2 separate regions of the Sus scrofa genome follow, and region 2 is linked to region 1. A link is a contact called in public HiChIP or PLAC-seq data. All regions are on one chromosome and are shown on one strand. Each heading gives the region's core, a stretch centred on a gene start, on an enhancer-like site or on the middle of the called end of the contact. The rest is flanking DNA. Distances are from core to core; before and after follow the strand shown. Region 1 overlaps MAST3 (microtubule-associated serine/threonine-protein kinase 3). Region 2 holds the start of ARRDC2 (arrestin domain-containing protein 2).

Region 1 (2,700 bases), core at 183-2,682:
CCTCACTCAGTGGGTTAAGAATCCAGCATTGGAGTTCCCTTTATGGTGCAGCGGAAATGAATCCGACTAGGAACCATGAGGTTGTGGGTTCGATCCCTGGCCTCGCTCAGTGGGTTAAAGATCTGGCGTAGCCTTGAGCTATGGTGTAGGTCACAGATGCGGCTCAAATCTGACATTGTTGCGACTGTGACATAGGCCAGTGACTACAACTCTGATTTGACCCCTAGCCTGGGACCCTCCATGTGCTGCAGTTATGGCCCTAAAAAGGAAAAAAAAAAAAAAAAAAAAAAAAAAACTAAATTAAGTTGAGTTGAGCCAGGGGACTAGGGGACCACGAACCCTTTCCCAGTTTCATCTGACTGGGACCCAGAGTCAGACAAGGCAAGCCATGGGCACTATCTAGGTGGTCAAGACAGCTGGGACATGGTGCTAGGGAGAGCATTGAACTTGAAGCTGGCCTGGTTCAGGGCTGGTTAAGGAAGCTCTGGGAAGAGAAGATGTTCAGGCTGTGGCCAGAAAGTGGAGAGGTGACCAGGCGCAGATCTGGGGGAGAGAGAAGGTGAGCCAGGCAGGGATAATGGCAAAGGCAGAGGTCCTGAGGTGGTTCTGTGCCTGGTGTGTTGGAAGAGCAGCAAGGAAGGTGTGTGGCTGAGGAAGGAGGGCAGCCGGGGGAGGCAATGGGGTCAGTATCATAGGCTATGCTAACCCTGGGACTGGGCTGTCATTGTCCTCATTCAAAGCTGGAGAGGCTGGAGTTCCCAGTGTGGTTCATTGGGTTAAGAACCCAACTAGTATCCATGAGGATGTGAGTTTGAACGCTAGCCTCTCGATCAGTGGGTTAAGGATCCAGCATTGCAAGGATCCTACCAAGCTTCCGCATAGGTCACAGATGCAGCTCAGATCTGGCATTGCCATGACTGTGGCACAGGCTGGCATTTGCAGCTCCGATTCGACCCCTACCTGGGAAATTCCATATGCTGCAGGTGCAGCCATTAAAATAAAAAGTCTGGAGGAGTTCCCATCGTGGCGCAGCAGAAACAAGTCAGACTAAGAACCATGAGGTTGCGAGTTTAATCCTGGCCTCGCTCAGTGGGTTAAGGATCTGGCATTGCCATGAGCTGTGGTGTAGGTCACAGACGCGGCTGGGATCTGATGTGGCTGTGGCATAGGCCAGCAGCTGTAGCTCCAATTTTATCCCTAGCCTGGGAATGTTCATATGCCATGGGTGTGGCCCTAAAAAGCCAAAAAAAAAAAAAAAAACAAACCTGGAGAGACTGAGGCTCCAGGTAGATGAGGTTGAGCTGAGGTTCAAGCCCAGATGTGCCTGAGACCACATCGCCCATGGACTGGCTGTGTGGCCACAGCCATCCTCCGGCCTGTCTGACGAAGATGGCGCAATTGGTACTGTGGGTGGGCCCGGGTGTCAGCGGAAGCAGGAAGTGGCCAGGCAGGCAGGTGGCAGCAGATCATCTCCCCAGCACTGTGTGGGGGTGGGGGCCACCAAGAGCAGGTGGGGCTGCATCTGAACCTGGCCCTCCCTCACCCTGAGGCTCACTGCCCCATCCCAGCCTCACTCTGTCACCACAGGACACTGTCTTCATTGCCACCATCACTGCTGACATTCGCCAACTGCTCACTCTCACTCTTAGCCACCCCCTCTGCCAAGCCCTGGGGCTGGAAACCAAAGGGGCTGCCCCTGGCCGTGCCCTGAACTGAGGAGGATGTTAGGAGCTGTCACCCGTAGGGCCATGTCACAGCTGGTGTTCATGGGCCCAAGGCTTGGAGCCAGGGTTGGATGAAGACTGAGCAGTCCTATCCTAGGCTTCCCACTGGCCCTTCTAGAAGATTCCTCAGTCGTCACTCAGTCCAGCCTCCTGGTTTAGACCAAGACCTGGACACAGGAGGGGCTCAGGGACAGTATCATGGGAGCTAATCAAGCCCCAGCCCAGGATGAGTCTTGAAGGCCTCAGGAAGTCTCTGGGTGATGGTGAGGCAGGGCTCAGAAACCCCATTTGAGGCTCCTCCCTCATCTTACAGAGATGGTGCCTCTGAGTCACCTTGATGACAGTGGAGGGCAGCCCCCAGCACCCGAGTCCCCAGAGGTAAGTTGAAGAGCTTTAGCGCCCCCACCTGTCTAGATCTTTAGATGGTAAACAAGGGGCTGCCTTTGCTCTTTGTTGAAGTTTTGCATGTAGTAGGTGCTTAATAAATGCCTATGACTTTGGGGGGAAGTGGGGGCAAGTGAGAGTGCTCTGTCCTCTTGGAGATTGGACAGGGAAGAGTTGGAGGGGGGCACTGGAAGGGGGGTTTTGCAGGATGTATAGGAGTTTTCTGGAAGGAGAGCACACACTGCTTGACCAAAACTTCAGAAACTTGGAAGCTGAGTTTAATAAGTTTATACAGGAGAGGAAGGAGCGTCAGGTGCCAGGGCCAGTGCCAGGACCAGTGGAACTTGGGGGCAGGACAAACCCAGCCTGCCCTGCCCTGAAGTGGGGCAGCACCCTGACTCACCCTCTCGCCCCCCAGAGTCGTGCCCTGGTCGGCCCTTCACGGAGGAAACCATGTGAGAGTGACTTTGAGACTATCAAACTGATTAGCAATGGAGCTTATGGGTGAGTCCTCGGGTCCCCTGTGGACCCATTTCTCAGATGCACAGAGAGCTGAAGCCCATGCGGGCCCTGAGGGTGCAGACAAGGAAAG
Region 2 (2,700 bases), core at 106-2,605, 100 kb before region 1:
AGGGACAACTCCCTGAGGACATCTACATCAGTCCCACCTGGCCCCAGTAGGAGGCCCCTCCAGAGGGCATGGCCCAGGAGTTCTTCCTGTGGCTTAGTAGGTTAAGAACCCAAATAGCATCCCTGAGGATGCAGGTTCAATCCCAGGCCTTGCTCAGTGGGTTAAGGATCCAGCATTGCCACGTCATAGGTTGCAGCCACAGCTCAGATCTGGCATTGCTGTGGCTGTGGCTGTGGTATATAGGCTGGCAGATGCAGCTCCAATTTGACTCCATATGGAACTTCCATATGTCGTGGGTGTGGCCCTAAAAAATATGAGTAAATAAATAAATAAGTGGAGGGCATGGCCTGGCCTGCAGGAGGCAGCAGATAATCGGGAGGTCCTTCCATCTGGCTTTGCTGGAGCACCCACTATGAGCCAGGCTCCAGTAAGTACATGAGTAAGGAGGGCCATCCAGTCTTCAGGACCTGACCATAATTGGACCGGGAGACTCAGAGAAGTGAAGCCACTTACCGAATGAGGGAGATGGGGAGCCAGGGATTAAATTGGGGGTTCTACAGGTCAAGAGGAATTGGTGGAGGGCTCTCCATGGGGAGAAGAGTGGTGTGATCCTGGGGTGAGAGAGGACCTCCTGGGGTAGGATGGAGAGGAAGTTTCCAAACAAGTAGAATCAGGTCCCCTCAGGCCTTGGGCTCAGAATGCTGGAGTCGGGTTGGGGTGCCAGGCACTTGGCAGATGCTGGGCCCTGGGTGGAGAGGGAGGCTAATCTGGGCCCAGCTGAGAGCCCAGGCGCTGGCAGCCTCTGATAAGGCCAGGGGCCATCTGTTTGGGGATGATAGGATGGGCCCAAGAGTAAGAGTGTCTGGGGAGGTGTCAGTGGTGAGTGGTCAGACATGGGTTCAAGCCAGACTGTGCCACCGCTGGGTGCTTCTGGCCAGTGGTTGCCCTTCTGGGAGCCTCAGTTTCTTCTGTAAGATCAGGTGCCAGAGAATAGGGCACAAGGCTCACCCCTGGGAGCACTCAGGCTGATGGAGGAAGCACAGTAAACACACAGCAGTTGCAAACACAGCGACCAGAATCATAAAGAAATAAGCCCATAGCATGACTCTGAGGAGGTGACATTTGGGCGAGGGTGGGTACATTGGAGAAGGGCGTTCCAAGTAACAAAACAACCAGTGCAAAGGCCAAGAGCCAAGATCCGAGTTTGGTGTGTCTGGGGAACAACCAGATGGTGGCAGGGAGACCAGGGAGGAGGCTGGGGCGGCGCCCGGTCCAAAGGTGCCGGGTAGGGGACGAATGAGAACACAAGACAGCCGGGTAGCACCACGCCATCCACATCCGCCCCCGCCCGCCTCTGACTCAACAGCGCCTACCCTGCGAAAGCAGGGCCCGCCCGGCGCTGAGGGGTAGCAAAGTCAGCCGCGCCAGCACGCCGGCGGCAGGTCCCCTGAGGCCCGGGCGCGTCACGAGGCGGACGCGGAGAATCAGGAAGTCAGCCAACTCCGCGCCGGCCGGCGGCGCCCGCACAAGTTCGTAGAAGGAGGAGAAAGCTTGGGGGGCACCCGGAGGCGGCGGCGGCAAGGACCAGCGCTGAGACCTGGGAGGCCTGCAGACGCTCCCCAGCGGCGCGCCCGGCCTCCGCGGGCCCGACGGGCCCCCGCCGGGCGCGTCCTCCCCGCCGTGGGCCCCGGCCCGCGCCATGCGCCCGGGGGGCGTGCGCAGCTTCGTTCTGGAGCTGGCGCGGGGCCCGGGCGGCGCGTACCGCGGCGGGGAGCGGCTGTGCGGCCGGGTGCTGCTGGAGGCGGCCGCGCCGCTGCGGGTGCGAGCGCTCGAGGTGGCGGCCCGCGGCTGGGCGGCCACGCACTGGCTCGAGGGCCGAAGCGTGGGTATAAACGCCGTGTCCAGCGACTACGCGGCTGCCGAGACGTACTTGCGGCGGCGGCAGCTGCTCCTCCGAGGTGAGCCCCTCCAACCCCCACCCCCAAGCCAAGATACCCCGGGACCTTCTTCCGAGGAGTGGGCCCCCCTCTCCGGAGCCAGCCTTTCGACTTAGAGGCTGTGCAGTTGGGTGATCCTCCTCATGAAGTGGAGACCTCTTCCCCGGGGTGTGGACCTTCCTACCGGGACATCCACGCACCTACCCACTTCCTAAACCCTCTTTCCCAGGAATCCCTCCCAGGATCTGGGTGCACCCCATTCAGAGCCGGACAACCTCGACTTAGAGGTTTGCAGTGGAGACACCCCACCCCCTCACCCTCCACCACACACGCACTAAATGGGAGTCTGGGTGAATCCCTGGGTGGAGCTGGGAAATCCTTTCTGGATCACAAGATGCCACGTTAGCCCCAGGCCTGGGACCTCTGATTCCCAAAGAAGGGCCCTGTCTCATGTACTGTCAGTGCTCTTTCCCAGTGTTTGAAGGAAGGGCTCTTCACAGGGTTGGGGGTTCTGGTGGTGTTTGCACATGAGAGGGTAGGACTGTATCCTAGGCAGGGAGGAGACTTGGGCTGGCAGTCTTAGGTCTTGGACATGGCCTTCCCTTGCCCTGAACCTGAGATCCCAACCCTCAGGCTGTACAGCCAGTCAGGAGCAGAACAGGGGCCACAGAAGGAGTAAGTCTGTGTCACAATATGGTACTGTGTGGCTGAGGAAGATGCTAGACTCTCTGGGCTGCCCTGACCACCTCCTCTCAGGGAAGGC

What was found. HiChIP or PLAC-seq counts read pairs in DNA pulled down with a chosen protein or histone mark.
Region 2: an H3K27ac HiChIP or PLAC-seq map of alveolar macrophages shows a contact between it and region 1. The contact joins the promoter of ARRDC2 here to the enhancer-like site in region 1. A contact is called at or near these places in 1 of 5 promoter capture datasets (liver), 6 of 47 Hi-C or Micro-C datasets (alveolar macrophages, blood, embryonic fibroblasts and 3 more) and 1 of 2 datasets of contacts at active chromatin or transcription factors (alveolar macrophages).

The regions. Positions count from the first base shown.
Region 1 is chr2:59,675,058-59,677,757 of Sscrofa11.1, reverse strand. It overlaps MAST3 (microtubule-associated serine/threonine-protein kinase 3), which reads left to right. Exons shown (of 28, transcript XM_021083495.1): 12 at 2,038-2,102; 13 at 2,527-2,612. Among named protein-coding and RNA genes, the nearest start is that of MAST3, 23 kb to the left of the region's middle. Within about 2 kb of position 1,432, at least 12 of the 83 cell types and tissues checked have an H3K27ac peak or open chromatin away from gene starts, as enhancers often do. A contact at or near this core is called in alveolar macrophages, where this site is marked.
Region 2 is chr2:59,777,155-59,779,854 of Sscrofa11.1, reverse strand. ARRDC2 (arrestin domain-containing protein 2) reads left to right here and starts at 1,355. Exons shown (of 8, transcript XM_003123504.4): 1 at 1,355-1,958. The coding sequence starts at 1,700.